2 separate regions of the Hordeum vulgare genome follow, and region 1 is linked to region 2. A link is a contact called in public Hi-C data. All regions are on one chromosome and are shown on one strand. Each heading gives the region's core, a stretch centred on a gene start, on an enhancer-like site or on the middle of the called end of the contact. The rest is flanking DNA. Distances are from core to core; before and after follow the strand shown.

Evidence for each region. Hi-C and Micro-C count contacts between places; a contact is called where the count stands out from the background.
Region 1: a contact with region 2 is called in a Hi-C map of leaf, with 3 times the contacts expected there. The contact joins the enhancer-like site here to the promoter of LOC123404696 in region 2. A contact is called at or near these places in 2 of 6 Hi-C or Micro-C datasets (both in leaf).

What each region holds. Positions count from the first base shown.
Region 1 is chr6H:378,578,820-378,584,179 of MorexV3_pseudomolecules_assembly, reverse strand. No RefSeq gene overlaps it. Among protein-coding and RNA genes, the nearest start is that of LOC123406039, 230 kb to the left of the region's middle. Within about 2 kb of position 1,834, at least 3 of the 3 cell types and tissues checked have open chromatin away from gene starts, as enhancers often do. A contact at or near this core is called in leaf, where this site is marked.
Region 2 is chr6H:378,346,957-378,351,754 of MorexV3_pseudomolecules_assembly, reverse strand. It overlaps LOC123404696 (phenylalanine ammonia-lyase), which reads left to right and starts at 1,823. Exons shown (of 1, transcript XM_045098645.1): 1 at 1,823-4,296. The coding sequence starts at 1,940. The coding sequence ends at 4,078.

The DNA of each region.
Region 1 (5,360 bases), core at 585-3,084, 230 kb before region 2:
AGTGAGTCTTCTAGACTTAACATTGATATTCACACTGTTCTGATTTTTCTATCAAAGGTCCAACAATGTTTGTTCAGTAAAACATAATGTTTTTGTCGGCTACGAGACACTTGTAATGACTTCGTCCTTAAGATGTGTTGGCTCACTCTCTCGATGAGGAGGGGTAGAGTGTGTGATGTCACGAAGCTTGTTACATGTCACACATTTCTCAAAATGCGTAACATATACTAATACTGCTATGAGCCTATTTTTGTGTACACATGATGTGTCCGGTACATAATCTTGTTGTATGGGCCCAGTTGTTGATAATGGAAAGTTGTCATGGTTGGTTGTAAACTTGCAATCAGTACTTACAATTGCGGCCGGCCTAATCGTCGCAAGGCAGCTCCCTATTTAGCATATCCTACATGGGACACCCTATTCCATGCATGACACCTGCGCGCCCCTATCAGGCTGGCCTATGAGCAAGGGTTAATGCCCTAGTTTTTCTTGTTTCGTTATGTTTTGTTTTTTATTTTCTTCTTCTTTAAAGTCATTCTGAATTTGAAAAAACTTTCAAATTAAAAAAAAATGTTCCAGCAAATCATATAATGTTTGTGGTTTAAAAAATGTTCATAAATTGAAAATATACTCATGAATTTTAAAAAATGTTCATCAATTAAAAAAATGGACGTGATTTTAAAAATAATTTTTCGTGTGTTCAGACGTTGTTCCTGAATTCTAAAAATGTTCGCCTATGCAAAAAACTTGTTCATGTGTTCCAAATGCATGCAGTTTCAAAACATGTTCAAGAACTCGAAATATGTTCACGGTTTAGAAAAATGATCATAATTTTCATAAAAATAGGCGGACAATTTTAAAGAGAATTTTACAAAAATTAGGAATATCTAATTTGTATTTGATGAACAAAATTTGAATTTGAAGAATTTTTCTAACTTGAGGAACAAAAATTGTATTGAAGAGAAATTTTTATTTCGAAAAAAGGATTTCGAAAAAAGGATGAACAAATTTAGAATTCCATTAACACGTTTGCAATTTCATGAATATTTTTTGAAATCAGGAACAACTTTCGAATTTGATGACTTTTTTTTCCAAATTTTATGAACAAAATTTGAATTCTGATGACAAAAATTCAAATCTCATGAAAAAAATGTATCCAATGATTTTTTTTAATTTTTAAACATTTTATACATTGATGAGTAGTTTTCAAATTCGATGAAAAAAAATGTTCATGAATTTGAAAGAAAATTCGCAAAAAATGATAAAAAGAAAATAATAAAAAAGAGGCTAAAGTTTAAAAAAAAGTAAAAAAGAAAACGAAAGGAAAAGGAAAGAAAGTAAAATGGACCATCCCATACGATCGTCGAGCGTATGCTGACCAATATTTATATGGATTTTTTTTGTATTTTATGGTATACGTTGAATAAACATTTAAATACACATTGGAATTTTTTAGTGATATATGCTGAACAATATATAAGTACACATCGAACATATTTTTCAATATATGTTGAACAATTCAAAAAGACAAAATGAACCTTTCCGACAATATATTGATCATTTTCTTAATATGACAATGTTTTTCTTAAAATACGATGAACAATTGTGTAGATAAACATGCAATGAATTGTGTGTAATACGAAATAAATATAAAAACTAAAATGATATTAAATAAAATAAACATAAACATAAACATAAAAATATAAAAAGTAATGAGAAAAAAACAGGAAGAAAAAAAGGTAGAACGACCATGGTCGGACCAAACTGGGGCGTCGGGTGGCCAGGCTTCAGCAAAGCCCCATCCTTTTGACGCCTGCGGGCGTTAAATCGGATCTTCCGCCCGTCAGGTCGTGCTCGCGTGCGACCTGAGCGCTGTATCGACACCTCCTTCCTATATGACGCGTATTGCAGCAAACTATCGCTAAACCACATGGGTTGGCACATTTTTGGCAGCACCAATGTACAACAGGATCCTTTGCCATTATATCTTTCCACCTTTTGTTTCTTTTGTATTATTCTTTTTAATTTTATTTTCTTTTCCTTTTTATATTCTTTATAAAAAGTTTGAAACAGGAAATACAAAGACCTTTCATATATTTAGCCAAACGATTTATGTATTAAAACATGTTCAGATTTTTTCAATTTTTGTTTTGCATTTTAAAAAATATTTCAATTTAAAAAATGTTTCCTTTCATCAAATTTTCTCAGAAAATCAAAATAAATTCGTAATTTACCAAAAATTTCTAGGTTTTATAAACTTTGAAATTCAATAAAATGTTCATGTTTTCCAAATTTTATTCATAAATTCAAAAAATATTCAAGAATTTCGAAAAATGTTCAGAGCTTCGACAAAATTCTTTGGGGATTTCTAGATTAATTAATTGTTTCCAAATTATCCAATTTTAAAAATTGTTCAGAATTTATGATAATAGTTTTATAAAATAATCACTTTTTGAGAAATTACTATTGTCTTTCAAATATGTCATATCTTTCAAAAATTACTTGCATTGGTACAAAAAGGATAGAACATAAAATAAACGTTCGCAATTCCAAAAATGTTTGCTTGTTCAAAATGCATAAAATATCAAAAATTGTTTGCCCTGTTCTGGAAATGTTCGTATTTTCAAACGTTAATAACCTTTGAAAAAATGTGTATAGTTTCAAAGAAATGTAAAAAAAATTCAAAATGTGTTCACATCTCGCTTTGTAGTTCATTCTTAAACTTTAGCTCTAGTAGAGATTAGCTTTTTTTAAGACAACTCAACAAGCTTTATTTAAGTAATCGAAATGTTCTCTCGTACAAATATAAGATCATCACGATGTCCAAGTCAAACATGGCAGCCAAACCCTAAAGACAAAGTATGCCTAGCGAGATTGTGAGCCTCGATATTCGAGCTCCTATACTCGTGGACTATATATACAAGATGAGAACAAAGCCGAATATCGAATGATTTCATGTGTTATCGCTCCATATTCAGCAAAAGAACCTTGCTTTAATCCGTCCACCACTACCTTATAGTCCGTAGCCACATGTATGTTTTGAACATAGAGATCATCTGCTAGAGCTAAAGCTTCATGGACCGCCAATGCTTCAAGTTTCTCCGGGTCTGAGATATGTCTCACTGTAATACAAGAAGCTCCCAGGAACGTACCCTCCATATCATGGCTCACCACTGCAACCGACCCATAACTCCCGTTCCTCATCACCACCGCATCCTTATTAAACTCTGTATGATTCGTTGGAGGCTGCACCCATGATGACGTCCTTGTGCTTCGAGCTAGTTGCTCCTTCCTTGGTTTTGCTAATACCTCCAAATCAGTTAGTAGCTAACAATCGCTAAGTGCACATGCGAGGGCCAGTGCCCCATAGTCGAGAGGTATCGTGATCTATTCCTTGAGGAATCCCCCTCGTTTGCCCCCCGCGTCGCTCCCGCAGGGGCGACTCGGGCGTCTCAAACCCTAGCCCGCCGTCGGGACCCCTTCCTATTGGAAATATGCCCTGGAGGCAATAATAAAGTGGTTATTATTATATTTCCTTGTTCATGATAATGATAATCATTTATTATGCATGCTAGAATTGTATTGGTTGGAAACTCAAATATATGTGTGGATACATAGACAACACACTGTCTCTAGTGAGCCTCTAAAGGACTAACTCGTTAACCAAAGATGGTCAAAGTTTCCTGGCCATAGACATGTGTTGTCATTTGATAACGGGATCACATCATTAGGAGAATGATGTGATGGACAAGACCCAAACTATGAACGTAGCACATGATCGTGTGAGTTTAATGCTACTGTTTTCTACATGTCAAGTATCTGTTCCTATGACCATGAGATCATGCGACTCACTCACACCGAAGGAGTACCTTGTGTGTGTCAAACGTCGCAACGTAACTGGGTGACTATAAAGGTGCTCTACAGGTATCTCTGAGGGTGTTTGTTGAGTTGGCATGGATCAAGACTGGGATTTGTTACTCCGTGTGACGGAGAGGTATCTCAGCACCCACTTGGTAATACAACATCACAATGAGCTTGCAAGCAATGTGGCTAAGTAGTTAGCCATGAGATCTTGTATTACGGAACGAGTAAAGAGACTTGACGATAATGAGATTGAACTAGGTATAGAGATACCAATGATTGAATCTCGGGCAAGTAACATACTGATGGACAAAGGGAATTGTATACGGGATTGATTGAATCCTTGATATCGAGGTTCGACCGATAAAGATATTCGTAGAATATGTTGGAACCAATATGGGCATCCAGGTCCCACTGTTGGCTATTGACAGGAGAGTGTCTCGGTCATGTGTACATAGTTCTCGAACCCCTAGGGTCTACACACTTAACGTTTGGTGTCGATATAAGCATAATCGAGTCATTGTATTGGTCACCCAAGGTTGTTCGGAGTCCCAGATGAAATACTGGACGTGACGAGGAACTCAGGAAAGGTCCGGAGGTGAACATTGATATATAGGATGAACGGCATCAGAGTTCGAAAGTGTTCCGAGGCATCGGGGAATCGACAGAGTGCCGAAAGGAGTTTCGGGGGCCCTTGACAAGTGTTTGGGGGCCTCATGGGCCAAGGGGTGGTGGCACGCAAGCCCACAAGGGGCTGGGCGCCGACCACACCCAATCCCACCTCGGCTAGGGGAGAGCAACACCCCCTAGGGCAGCCGGCCAACCCAACTTGGGTGGCAAGGCACCTAGGTGGGAGGGCCCAACCCTAGCTGCCGCCACTCCTTTGGCCGCCGGCCCCTATGGAAAACCTTAGGGTGCCCTCCCCAACTCCCCCCTATATATAGAGAGGGAGATAGAGGGAAGCCACACCACAACGTGCTACTGTGCTGCTCCTCCTCTCGTAGTTCTTCTCATATAATCGTGCGGTGAAGCCCTATTGAGCTGTCACCACCACCACCTCACCATGCTGTCATGCTGCTGGAGGACTCAGGCTACTACTTCACCATCGCACACTGGATCGAGGAGGTGAAGGCGTCATCAAGCCATACGTGTGTTGAACGTGTTGGTGTCGTCCATTTGGCGCTTGATTGGGAGTTCGCGAGACGGATCGTGATTGGATCGTGAAGACGTTCTACTACATCAACCGCGTTCTTTAATGTTTTGGCTTAGCGATCTCCAAGGTTATGTAGATACAATCTCTCCTCTCATAGATGTGCGTAGATTGATCTTGGTGAGCGAGGAAATATTTTGTTTCCCATGCAACGTTCCCCAAGAGTGGCATCATGAGCTAGGTCTATGCATAGGTGACATCACAAGTAGAACACAAAGGAGTTTATGGGCGTTGATATCCATATTGCTTCCTTCCTTAGTATTTTCTTGATTCAGAGATATTGTGGGAT
Region 2 (4,798 bases), core at 574-3,073:
AAATGGTTCTGAAGCTCTCCACCCTTTGTGCTGAGATTTTTGTCTCCATCACAAATAGGAGACAGGGCCCTTCCTGCTTCACCACACTATGAAGCTCTCGAACTGTCGAAGGGTTACCAAGCCCTCGACAGTTCCAGCTTAAGCAACTCATTGCTGCGGGCAGGGCTGACTCGCAGCCGCTGCCGAAGAATCTGAATTATTCGGGGTAGGTTTCTTTTTCTTTGTCTCCCTCTCAGTTTCCGAACCCTCTGGTGGGTCCCCGAGAGAAGCATTCTCCCTAGCTGGTCCATCTTCTGCCTGATGGGGAGCAATTGTTAGAAGGGGCCGATTCACCCTTCTATACATATGGTTCTGAGTCTAAGGCCCTCCCTTTATCTTCTGTTGGTTCCGCGGTTGCTTAACCAGGATGTAACCTCGGTCGTGCTCTTGGCTATTGTGCTTGAGTTGCGTGTATCCGCTTTATTCTTTAGGGCAGCAGAACTCTCCCTCGTCGATCTATCCCCCTACACGGTATTTTTCCTCTCATTCTGCGCACGCACACCCTTCCCAAACGGAAGGTCACCATTCTCATCTCGTGTTCCAGGCATAGTGCACAGAAGGTCTGAATGACCCAACTTGCAACATGAGAAGCAGAAGTGTGGTACGTTCTCGTAGACAATATCATATATATACATGCACTTCCTCCTCTTTGATTCTATTAGTATCCACCTCCTCAAGGGCTTGTCCACCTCCATGTTGACTCTCGCCCTTAGGTAGCCGGCTGCATGATCAAGCTGGACAGTTCTTGCTTTTTTATCGATCTGATGTGCAATTGATGTACTTCACTGTTCAGCTCGGAGATTGAACGGGAGGTTCAACACTCGAGCCCATAGCTGCAGCTTGTCAAACTTTAACTCACACGGTCGCATGCACTCATCAAATTTAGACAAGATCACGACATTCTTACTGACATGCTATGGTGATCCCTCCCACACGCGATCACGATCCCTTTGACATGCAAATTCTGCCACAAACATGTTTTCCCCCGCATGTTTGAAGGACAAACCCTTAGGGTTCCCCCACGCTGGCCGGAGCGTGTTGGATTTCGTCTGGATGTGGAGAGTATGTCGGTGAAGAACTTTTTTGACCAACAACCACTTCTCCTTCGATCCCTCCTCCAGACCGTCAAGCACCAGCGGGGTCGTTTCCTCATCAGTTATCTCCATCTTACTGTGCGCCTCCGCAAGTTTTACCCTCTCCGTCCTGGGCGAGAGCGCCTCCTTCTCTTTCCCCCGATCAGCAGGCGAGGCCATCGCTGATCAGCAGTCCCGATTTGCGCCCCGTCGGTCAGATTGATGTGCGTCGCTGAGGGGCTCTGGGTTTTTCGAAGGAAAACGTTGCCTATCAAAAGGCGCAGTGTGCTGTAAATGTCATGTGCTCGGTGTTGTTTGCTTTATAATATAGAACGAAAGAAATACTTTTTTTTGGAAAAGACCTCTAACCCCAAGAAGATGGACCTGCTGCCTGACGTCGGTTGGAACAAGTTATCCTCGTGCGAGGTAGAAAAATGATAAGGTTGACCGGAGCCATGAAAAGGAAGAACGAGACCGAGCAAGGTCGCACAAGGCACCAACCCCGCGTAAACCACCCAACAACGAAGTTTCCACACCGTACGTTGGCGCCTCATACGCCTCAGAAAATACGCACCTACCGCCTCTAGTGCCTCGGTGGTACTAAAAGTGGTATTACCTTTTTTTTCTTCAAAAAAGTGGTACTACCAACTCCATCCTCATCCCACGGTCCCTATTTAAACCTGCCTCCGCATACATTCCTCTCCAAGAAGAGCAGCAACTTCTAGCTACACCACTCTTCTCACGAGCCCCTGCAGGGAACCAACACTACATCACCCTTCATATCCTTCAGACTAGTGCTTTAGCTAACTTGTCCATTCGCAAGTGAGATGGAGTGCGAGAATGGCGAGGCTGCTGCCAACGGCAACATCTTGTGCATGGCAATCCAGCATGCCGACCCGCTTAACTGGGGGAAGGCGGCGGAGGAGCTGACGGGTAGCCACTTGGACGAAGTGAAGAGGATGGTGGCAGAGTACCGCAAGCCCGTGGTGACGATCGAGGGCGCAAGCCTGAGCATCGCCAAGGTCGCGGCCGTGGCAGCTGCTGGCGAGGTGGTGGTGGAGCTCGACGAGTCTGCCCGCGAGCGTGTCAAGGCCAGCAGCGACTGGGTCATGAACAGCATGATGAACGGCACCGACAGCTACGGTGTCACCACCGGTTTCGGTGCAACGTCCCACCGGAGGACCAAGGAGGGAGGCGCCCTCCAAAGAGAGCTCATCAGGTTCCTCAACGCTGGTGCGTTCGGCACCGGCTCCGACGCTCATGTTCTGCCGGCTGCGACCACACGTGCGGCCATGCTCGTCCGCATCAACACCCTCCTTCAAGGATACTCTGGGATCCGGTTCGAGATCCTCGAGGCGGTTGCCAAGTTGCTCAATGCCAATGTCACGCCGTGCCTGCCCCTTCGTGGCACCATCACCGCGTCGGGTGACCTGGTTCCGCTCTCCTACATTGCCGGACTGATCACCGGCCGCGACAACTCCGTGGCGATTGGCCCAGATGGCACCAAGGTGAACGCCGCCGAGGCGTTCAAGATAGCTGGCATCCATGGCGGCTTCTTCGAGCTGCAACCAAAGGAAGGTCTCGCCATGGTGAATGGCACGGCTGTGGGCTCTGCTCTTGCGTCCACCGTGCTCTTCGAGGCAAACATTCTTGCTCTCCTCGCGGAGGTCATTTCTGCCGTGTTCTGCGAGGTCATGAACGGCAAACCGGAATTCACCGATCACCTTACCCACAAGCTCAAGCACCATCCAGGACAGATAGAGGCAGCTGCTATCATGGAGCACATCTTGGAGGGAAGCTCCTACATGAAGCTTGCAAAGAAGCTTGGCGATCTTGATCCGCTGATGAAGCCTAAGCAAGACCGGTACGCACTCCGGACATCCCCACAGTGGCTTGGACCACAAATCGAAGTTATTCGTGCTGCCACCAAGTCAATTGAGCGTGAGATCAATTCCGTCAATGACAACCCGCTCATTGATGTCTCCCGTGGCAAGGCGATTCACGGTGGAAACTTCCAAGGGACCCCTATTGGCGTGTCCATGGACAATACCCGCCTCGCAATCGCAGCCATTGGCAAGCTCATGTTTGCTCAATTCTCAGAGCTTGTCAATGACCTTTACAATAATGGTCTACCATCAAACCTATCCGGTGGCCGCAACCCAAGCTTGGACTACGGCTTCAAAGGCGCCGAGATCGCCATGGCCTCTTACTGCTCGGAGCTGCAGTTCTTGGGCAACCCGGTGACCAATCACGTCCAGAGCGCCGAGCAACACAACCAGGACGTTAACTCTCTTGGTCTCATCTCCTCCAGGAAGACTGCAGAGGCCATTGAAATCCTCAAGCTCATGTCCTCGACTTTCTTGGTTGCCCTCTGCCAAGCTATTGACCTACGCCACATCGAGGAGAATGTCAAGAGCGCAGTCAAGAGCTGTGTGATGACGGTGGCAAAAAAGACACTAAGCACCAATTCCACCGGTGGCCTTCACGTTGCGCGCTTCTGCGAGAAAGACCTGCTCCAGGAGATTGAGCGCGAGGCAGTGTTTGCCTACGCCGACGACCCTTGCAGCCCTAACTATCCACTCATGAAGAAGCTACGTGGTGTGCTTGTGGAGCGCGCCCTCTCCAATGGCATGGCCGAGTTTGATGCGGAGACTTCCGTGTTGGCAAAGGTTGCCTTATTTGAGGAGGAGCTACGCAAGACGCTGCCCCGGGCGGTCGAGGCTGCACGCGCTGCCGTAGAGAGCGGCACAGCTGAAATGCCCAACAGAATCACCGAGTGTCGCTCGTACCCTCTCTACCGGTTTGTGCGTGAGGAGCTCGGAACTGTATACCTAACCGGAGAGAAGACACGATCACCCGGCGAGGAGCTCAACAAGGTGCTCGTGGCCATTAACCAAGGCAAGCACATCGATGCACTGCTTGAGTGCCTCAAGGAGTGGAACGGCGAACCCCTGCCCATCTGCTAAACTCAGAACATACAAGCAGAAGATGGGAGGACGCAGAGAAGGTGGTTTCTCAGATTTCCGAGACAAGTGAATAATACTATATTTAGCGGGGCAGAATGTTTTTTCTTTCAAGTTTCTTGTATGCAAAGCTGCAAAACAAATTCAACTGTAACTTATTGAAGTATCACGAATTATATTACATGATACTTTAAGCATTCTATATGTTCCACTGTAACAAATTCAAGAGTAATAAGAACTTTTTTCAAGTAGGACGATGAGAAGTAGTAGTATCAGCTCAGCCACCAGGTAGCGTTTCATATTTCATAGCTGCCGTTCTTATTTTCCTCCACTTGTAGTGCTTTCACCATTCTATATGGTTCAGTCAGCATTAAGTGTCCATGTTAGACTTTGTAGTATAGTAGCCCAACAGTGTAATTTATACCGTATTAATATACGACTTGATTGTACATTGTGCATCATTATATATATGTGATAGGCCATCCCATAGAGAGTTGAGCGAGTTCCCCAAAATCCTACGTCTTATATGGTATTAGCCTAACCTAGGTCCTCCCCCACCTCACCTGTCGCCGCCGCCGCCGCGCCCAAACCCTAGGGCCGCCGCCGCCGCCATCTCCGCTTCCGCCTCGGGCGCCGCCAGCTTCGGGTCCACTGAAGCTGGTGAACAGGGAGGTGAACATGGCCACCCCTGCCAGCCCCAAGTTCCTCAAATGGTCTCAGACT